Linked DNA regions of Hordeum vulgare: region 2 is linked to region 1. A link is a contact called in public Hi-C data. All regions are on one chromosome and are shown on one strand. The core of a region is the stretch at or near the end of the contact, and the rest is flanking DNA. Distances in the headings are between cores, read along the strand shown. Region 1 holds the start of LOC123398678 (patatin-like protein 3). Region 2 holds the start of LOC123452555.

What was found. A called contact is a pair of places that touch in the nucleus more often than the background predicts.
Region 2: a Hi-C map of seedling shows a contact between it and region 1, with 4 times the contacts expected there. The contact joins the promoter of LOC123452555 here to the promoter of LOC123398678 in region 1. A contact is called at or near these places in 4 of 6 Hi-C or Micro-C datasets (leaf and seedling) and 1 of 1 datasets of contacts at active chromatin or transcription factors (embryo).

Annotation. Positions count from the first base shown.
Region 1 is chr5H:540,854,735-540,858,462 of MorexV3_pseudomolecules_assembly, reverse strand. LOC123398678 (patatin-like protein 3) reads left to right here and starts at 1,276. Exons shown (of 2, transcript XM_045093126.1): 1 at 1,276-2,425; 2 at 2,564-3,112. The coding sequence starts at 1,466. The coding sequence ends at 2,941.
Region 2 is chr5H:541,002,185-541,006,357 of MorexV3_pseudomolecules_assembly, reverse strand. LOC123452555 reads left to right here and starts at 2,388. Exons shown (of 11, transcript XM_045129220.1): 1 at 2,388-2,498; 2 at 2,613-2,748; 3 at 2,835-2,882; 4 at 3,194-3,283. The coding sequence starts at 2,638. LOC123452557 (probable endoplasmic reticulum-Golgi intermediate compartment protein 3) reads right to left here and starts at 2,209. Exons shown (of 12, transcript XM_045129223.1): 1 at 2,026-2,209; 2 at 1,632-1,727; 3 at 1,444-1,526; 4 at 978-1,053; 5 at 786-853; 6 at 315-399. The coding sequence starts at 1,719.

The DNA of each region.
Region 1 (3,728 bases), core at 27-2,526:
CTTGTGTGGATCACTAATATAGTTGGTGTCGACAATACCATGTATGTTAATGTTATTTTGTATTTGTGTGAACAAAAAATATGTGTTAATGTTATCTTGATAAGGGTCATGCGAAATGGAAGACAGGTATATTGTGTGGCTATGCTAGACCCGTTCTAAACCCTAACCATTGCCGAGATCTTTCACGTCACACTGGACATCGATCCAACAACTAACTCCCCGCAAAATAAAACATAATAAAATGAGAGTAATGCTACACATACAGATCTTTACAGGGGTATTTACTGCTGACCATGAAACAGTGCACGTGGCAAGTTGTGGTTGGCTATTAGGGCATGTATAATGCATAGCCTCAGGATGATAAAATGAGAGTATGTCATGTAGGATCGGATGTCAGAAAAGTAGGTTCGGATAAGGAAGCGGGGTCCTATGCAGGAGGCGGGTGCTTGAAGAGAAAATGTGTGGTCCGGTGTAAAAGGCTGAAAAAGTTAGAGTGAAAAGTAAAGATACATGTGTATTCGAGTCTTTATTTTATTCCTTGATGAGGCACCCTGATGATAGCTTGCATTGTACAGAAAAATTAATATCAATGTTTCAAGTTGTTTTTTTTTATCATGGGACATATGTATCCGTATGTCATCATTGTACATGCCCTTAATTGGAAAAGTGACTTCAACCCTGAAATTCAAGGAGAAGTTGAGTACTTACTCCGTCAGCAACATCCATTTTTCACGACAAGTAAATTCGTATGAAGGAAAATCATCAAGATTGACCAACCATTAACAAGCAATCCTAATTTAACCTCCGGGAAATACGATATTGCTACTTTTTCCTAGAATTGCTTTTCTTTTAAGTTTTTTCAGGATTTAGGTGATTTTTTATGAGTCCCATGAAGCTCTCAAAATGACGGTTTCTTTTGAATTAGGTAATTTCGTAAGGAGGGGGTATGTGGGACGGATGGACTGTAATTAGGTCATAGTAAACCCGTAGGTTTAGCATGTTTGAATAATAGTCACCGTCCAATCTTTCATATAATTTTACAATAACTTCGTAAATCTTAAAATAATATGTCAGTTAACCTTTTAAAGATGATCATAAATATATGATATATATATGTACGTTTATATGGATAAGTGTAGGCGCGTCTATATGAATGTTTGATGTGTTGTAAAAATGGTCGACGCACTTCTTGTGACAGTCACGATCCTCATATTAATTACTGCACAATACAAGTAGTAAGAAAAATAAATTACTGGTGTCTCCGGTCTGGGCTCGCGCCACGGTGGGCTAGACGAGTCAACGCCACGAACCCACGCCCTCCTTCTACCTTCCCGCCACTATAAAAGGCCGGCAACTGCTCGGTGCTCTGCTCTCCACGCCCGCCCCCCGTGCGCACACAGCAGAACGCACAACGCCTCCTCTCAGCTTCGTGCGCGCGCGCGCTCCAGCCGGCGTCGACCACAGAATGGAACAGGCTCCAGCGGGGCCGGCCGCCGCCATGGATGTGGACAAGCTCACCTACGAGATCTTCTCCATCCTCGAGAGCAAGTTCCTGTTCGGCTACGACGACCCCAAGCTCCTCTTCGCCGGTGGCTCGCCGCACACGCCGCCCGCGGCTGCGAAGGACACGCCGCCGCGGGTGCAGGCGGGGAAGGTGTGCATCCTGTCGATCGACGGCGGCGGTCGCGCCGCCGACGGGCTGCTCGCCGGCGCGGCGCTCGTGAGGCTGGAGGCTTCCCTGCGGCGGCGCACCGGGGACCCCAAGGCGCGCCTGGCGGACTTCTTCGACGTGGCCGCGGGCTCCGGCGCCGGCGGCGTGCTGGCGGCCATGCTGGTGGCGCGCGGCAAGGACGACGCGCGGCCGCTCTACTCCGCGGAAGACGCGCTCGCGTTCCTCGTGCGCAGCCTCCGCCGCGGCTGGTCGTCCTCGTCCGGGAGCCTCCGCGCGCTGCTCCGGCGCCCGGCCGGCGGTGCCGCCTTCCGCAAGGTGTTCGGCGACCTGACGCTCCGGGACACCGCGCGGCCGGTGCTCGTCCCGTGCTACGACCTGGCCACGGGGGGGCCGTTCCTATTCTCCCGCGCCGACGCCGTCGAGAACCCGGCCTACGACTTCCGCCTGCGCGACGTGTGCGCCGCGACCTGCGCCGGGTCGGACCGCTCGTCGTCGGCGGTGGAGGTGCGGTCGTGCGACGGGTCGACCCGCATCGTGGCCGTGGGCGGCGGCGTGGCGCTCGGCAACCCCACGGCGGCCGCCATCACGCACGTGCTGAACAACAAGCGCGAGTTCCCGCTGGCCTCCGGCGTGGAGGACCTGCTGGTCATCTCCATCGGCAGCGGGGAGGGCGAGCAGCGCCCCGCCGCCGGCACCGGCGGCGCGTCGACGTCCGAGATCGTCAGGATCGCCGCCGAGGGCGTGTCCGACATGGTACGAGATTATTAACCCACGTGAACTCAGCCTCAGAGTCCACCCAACCACCATTTTCGCTTGCAAGTTGCAAGCGTGGTCCATTAATTCTTGCACTGCATGCATCTTGGCCTAACGCTTCCGACATTTTCGCGCCAGGTGGATCAAGCAGTGGCCATGGCGTTCGGGCATAACAGGACGAGCAACTACACACGCATACAGGCGATGGGGTCGCCGCGGGGAGGCCGATGCGCGGCAGCGGCGGCGAAGGGGTGCGTGGCGGCGGAGGAGATGCTGTCGCAGAAGAACGTGGAGTCGGTGCTGTTCTGTGGGAAGAAGCTGGCGGAGCAGACCAACGCCGAGAAGCTGGAGCGGTTCGCGCACGAGCTCGTCAAGGAGCGCGACCGCCGAGGGTCGAGCGCGCTCGGCGCCGCCGCCCCGGCCGTCGTCAAGCAGCAGGCGGCGGCGGCAGCCGGAGACGCCGCTCCGGCGTCGTACTCGAACCTGGTCAGCCAGATGTTCACCAGCATCTTGTAGGTCGTGCGCCGCTGTACGTGCCGATCGAGTGGTACACCACTAGTATTGCTTGTTTTCCTCCTTGCCTGCAGGCAGCAGCCGGGTTCCATTGTAAATGAGGATTAACAAACAAATAACTTTTACATGGTGCGTGCCGTGATCCGTAGGATACGCATGCCTCCCTGCTCCCCACCTCCAGATTTTATTAAGGATCAAGAATGCTAATCCATGGCTGGTGATCGATCGAGTTGACTAATTTGTCATAAAATAAAATAAGAATATGTTCCTAAAGCAGCACTAGCTGGTTTCGTGGAGTACACGAAAGATGAAAACAGCATAATATGGTACTCCAATTTTACTAAAATCTAATGAAAATGTATAGCCTTTAAAAAAAAAGGCAGTACTACACGCCGGCGCAAGCGCCGGTCGCGGCGAGACCGCCAGATCTTGAGGGAGGGCCGTCAGATCTCTTCATGCAACATTTTTTCCTCCATGCAACAAATTTAAACGTTATGCAGCATTTTTCGTCAACGGTTGCAACAAAAAAAATTGTAGCAAAAAAAATATGTACGTAGAAAAAAACGAAGAAGATGATGCGTCGTAGCAAAAGTCAAACGTCGGTTGTAGCAAAAATCTACATGACGTGTATGCAACTTTTTTAGTGAACGGTTGCAGCAAAAAAATGATGCCGGTTGTAGCAAAAAATAACACGGTTGTAGCAAAAGTCAAAACGCCGGTTGTAGCAAAAATTCAACGAACTCGAGTTGCAACCAAACATATATGCAGCTTTTTTACTGGACAAATGTAG
Region 2 (4,173 bases), core at 1,139-3,638, 150 kb before region 1:
TTTCTCATCATAAACGATACTGATGAGCGATAATCCATGCTTCCATTTCAAATATATACTACTCCCTCCATCCCAAAATATAAGATCATTTTTGGCACTATGAAAATGATCTTACATTTTTGGACAGAGGGAGTACTTCCAAATTATAATCCAAAGCATAATTATATCAGAAAATAATGATTAGTAGCAGCCACGGTTTTTATATAGTGAGGAAAAAGGATACATAATATGGATTGAAAAGGAGACTATATTGTATGACAACTTAGTACTGGTGCTAGATGTGGTTTTCCTTTTATAGAGTAAACGGAATATACCATGATCATGAGTTCCATGCTCCTTTTCAACTAGATCAGACAAGTACTCAGTACCAATGATTTGGCCATACTTATCCAAACGAAGCTGCATACATCAGAAAAAGGAGGATGCAAAGTATTATTAGACATGCAACATATACTGAATAGTTAAAAAAGTACCATTTAAAGAAACTACAATGCAATTTTACTGAGAAAATGTTTTCTGGAAGTATGAAGAACATTGTCAGCACAAGAGCAAGACATGAACCACAGCTTAAAGTGCATGTTCCCTGCAACCTACACTAACCTAAGAGAACAACTGGACTGCTTCATGGATAGTAGGAATGTGCATTTACAAGATGTTTCTCCATCACAAGCAATAGAGGTAATTATTAATCAGTGCAGCTACTGTCATAGTAGAGCATACGCGCATCTGCTACCATATTGAGTTACATCCTCTGAAATTAACAAACTTCTGATATCAGGTGGTACCTTCCAGATATTTGTATGCAAGTCAACCTCATGTTTGCCGGACATGTCGATTGCATCCACACTCAAGACTGCATGACAACAGGAGATCGTTAAATAAATATCAAAACCATGAACCTTATGCAAAGGGATGTCCAAACGGAACCTTGTGCAAACTGATACTGGATATATTATTATATTTAATCAATAACTGACCTTCACATGGTAAAGAAGGAAACGACACATTTATATGAATTGGTAGAGTTTCTCCTCGTTTCAGATCTACAGACATCTGCAGATATTGAAGAAAAACTTGAGATGGCATTCCGAACAAGGGAAATAGAACCACAACGTCCAAGTTGGTTTTCACTAATATGAAAACAACAACTAGCAGATATTAACAACAATGAGACTATCAAAGGGCACACAATTTTATATAAATGTAACTAACTGCTCTCTTTCATAGTTCCTTTGTCATCATGCAGATTCCTTGGCCAGATTGGTTTCGTAAGTCATAGTGAATAAACTTAAACAGGAGAAATTTGAATCATCTACAGGCATATTCCCAACACAAACTAGAGTCATAAAAGTTGGGTAAGAATGGACAGAACAACATAGACATCACAATAAGCTACATATGCTAGCCAAACTACATGAAAAGGTGAACAAGAACAAAACGTACCTGATGCATCGTATAGGTTGTAAGGTAAAACGTGAGCTCATGCGCGAAAAGTGTTACCATAACAATTAGCCCGAGAATCGTCACTGCCAACATACCAACGATGGCGCGTATTAGACACAAATCTCCAAGATATAAGCATCCATTAGCAGAAAACAGTTCACGAGGCAGCATATTATGTATCTATGTACCTATAGCACCCGAGTAAGTCTTCTTCAGCAGGTGGTCTTCGGCGTGCGGGAACGCATTGAAGTTCTTCAGGGACGGTATCCTCCCCATCTTTGCAGCTGGGCACAGAACACACCAACCTCGTCAGACATGCTATAGGCAAGCACGAGGACAAAATCAAGCTGCAGTCCCTAGATTTGACAGGAATTCTCCACAAACAAGCGCACAACGATTCTGCAAATACACAGCAGAACGGTACGGAATTCTCCACCGCGTCGCATCCGGCGGAGGGCCCTTGACAACCCCGCCAGGAGGCGCGAGGGGGGAGGGAAGCTCCGTCAGATTCGAGCCGGCCGTGACGGCAAACCCTCCCCCAGATCGGACGGGAGGAACGGGCGGGCGAGATGAGTTGCTCACCGGGAAGGGGGGGCGGCGGAAGGCAGTGACGCGCTAGCGGACGTGGCGGCGGCGGCGGCGCTGGATCTCACGGCGATCTCGTCGCCTTGGGACACCGTGCCGATGCCGGAGGCGGAGACGGAGCAGGTCGGAGACACCAGAACCGAAACCCAACGACCCGAGACTAGTATCTTTTTTTTTAGACATACCGAGACTAGTATCTTCTCCGCGTGCCAGGTAGGACCCGTCGGCCGGCCAGCCCAGCCCAGGCCCGTCTTGGAGAAAGGCCCATCTCGAGAAACGAGTCGGGCTCGGCTACTGTTGCCGGCCCACCAGGCTGCTTGGCATCGCCTCCGGCCGCTCATCAATTGCATTCCGCAGTTGGACGACGGCGGCACACTCTGCTTCTCACTGACGCCGCCGGCCACGCCTCCGCCCGCCGCTCCGCCCGCCGCCTACGAGCTGCGGCTCCAGGCCCCCACCGCGCGCTGCAGGTACGCCGCCACGCTGTCTTACCCGCGGCGAGTCCCTCGTCGTCCTAGATCCGCCTCCACACCCGCCCTCCCCGTGCTCCGACCCACGCTGTAACTGTGATTGGATGTCTCCAGAGCTCGCGCGGGCGGATTCAGCGCGATGGGGGACGACGGGGCGGAAGGGGAGGCGCCGCGCTGCGTCGGCTGCGGCCGGCGCGTGAGGACGCTCTTCGTGCAGTACTCCCCGGGCAACATCCGTTTGATGAAATGCGTAAGAGCCCACCCCCTACTCCCGACGCATCGCGTTTGGCCTCTGCGTGCAATCCGGTGTTAACCCTGGATGCTGTTCGTGTGTAGGATGTCTGCAAGGCTGTCGCTGATCCCTACATCGAGTGTGAATTCATGGTATGGTATGGTATGATGATCAATGATGCATGGGTTCAAATTGTTGCTATATGTGTGATTTGACCGTACGGGTGCAAGTGGCGCGCGGCGTGCTCCTGCTTCGTAGCCCTAAGTCAGCCAAAAATAGCTGCGATTTTAGTCTGATGGAGTTAGTTCACTTTATTATAGTGGATTTATCGATTTGGCGGGATTATGTGGGTGTCCCTCTTGCACCCTTATTCGACCGTTTGTCTATGTACGTCGCACCTAGTTATTGCATCCCTGATGTGCTGTGTGGCCTTAACCATCTTACTCTTCTTTCACCACTGTAGATTATCTTGATCGATCTGATTCTACACAAGACCAGGGCATACCGACATCTACTGTTCAATAAGCTGCACATTGGTTCATCTCTTGACAAGGTGGGAACCATATGATACCATGCAACCTCACGCAAGTGCTGTTCCGCCTTTTCAAACTCCCTAAGGCCGACTCCGCTTGTAAAACGCTCTGCGCCATGTATCTCTTTTTTGCTGAGCTTTTAATATTAATGCTCTAAGCATGCAGAGCAGTTAATTTATAGATGTGATGCTTTTTGTTGTTACCATGATCATTTGAGTTAAACTATACAGTTTACTCAGTGTGTATCTATCGGAATATGGAAGCTGAATTGCTGTGGATGCTCCTCTTTTGCATTAATAGCACAAGTACTTCATTTACCATATCTACTTTTATTCAGGCAACAAAGGGTGATAACAGTTAGCAATTTAGCACCATCAATACTTTCCTAGTTTTACAATTTACTCAATACTTCCTATAAGTCCTGGTGCTTGAGAATTTGAAGTTTCATCTGGCCTAGATCTGCTCTTCTTTTGCATTAATATCACAAGTACTTCATTTGCCATATCTACTTTACTCGTTTTACTCAAACAAACAAAGGATGATAACAATTAGCAATTTAGCACCATCAGTACTTTCCTAGTTTCACGATTTACTCACTACTATGAGTCCCGATGCTTGAGAATTTGAAGTTTCATCTGTCCTAGAGCTGCCTGCTATTTTTCTTGTTCATATTGTGCCTGTATCATATGACACCTTCAGCCTTTTATGCCTTGGCAGTCCATCCAACAAGAGCATATGTAAGCTGATTACATGGAAAATATAGCTATCTATTCATAATTCTTCTAAGTTCAAACTGCATTTTGGCACTCATGTTGTAATATTTTCTACCTTTGTATAATTTTTCCTTGCTCATAAGTCATAATATGTTGCCTTTTGCCTTCAAAAACTATTCAGTGGCTAAGTCCGAATA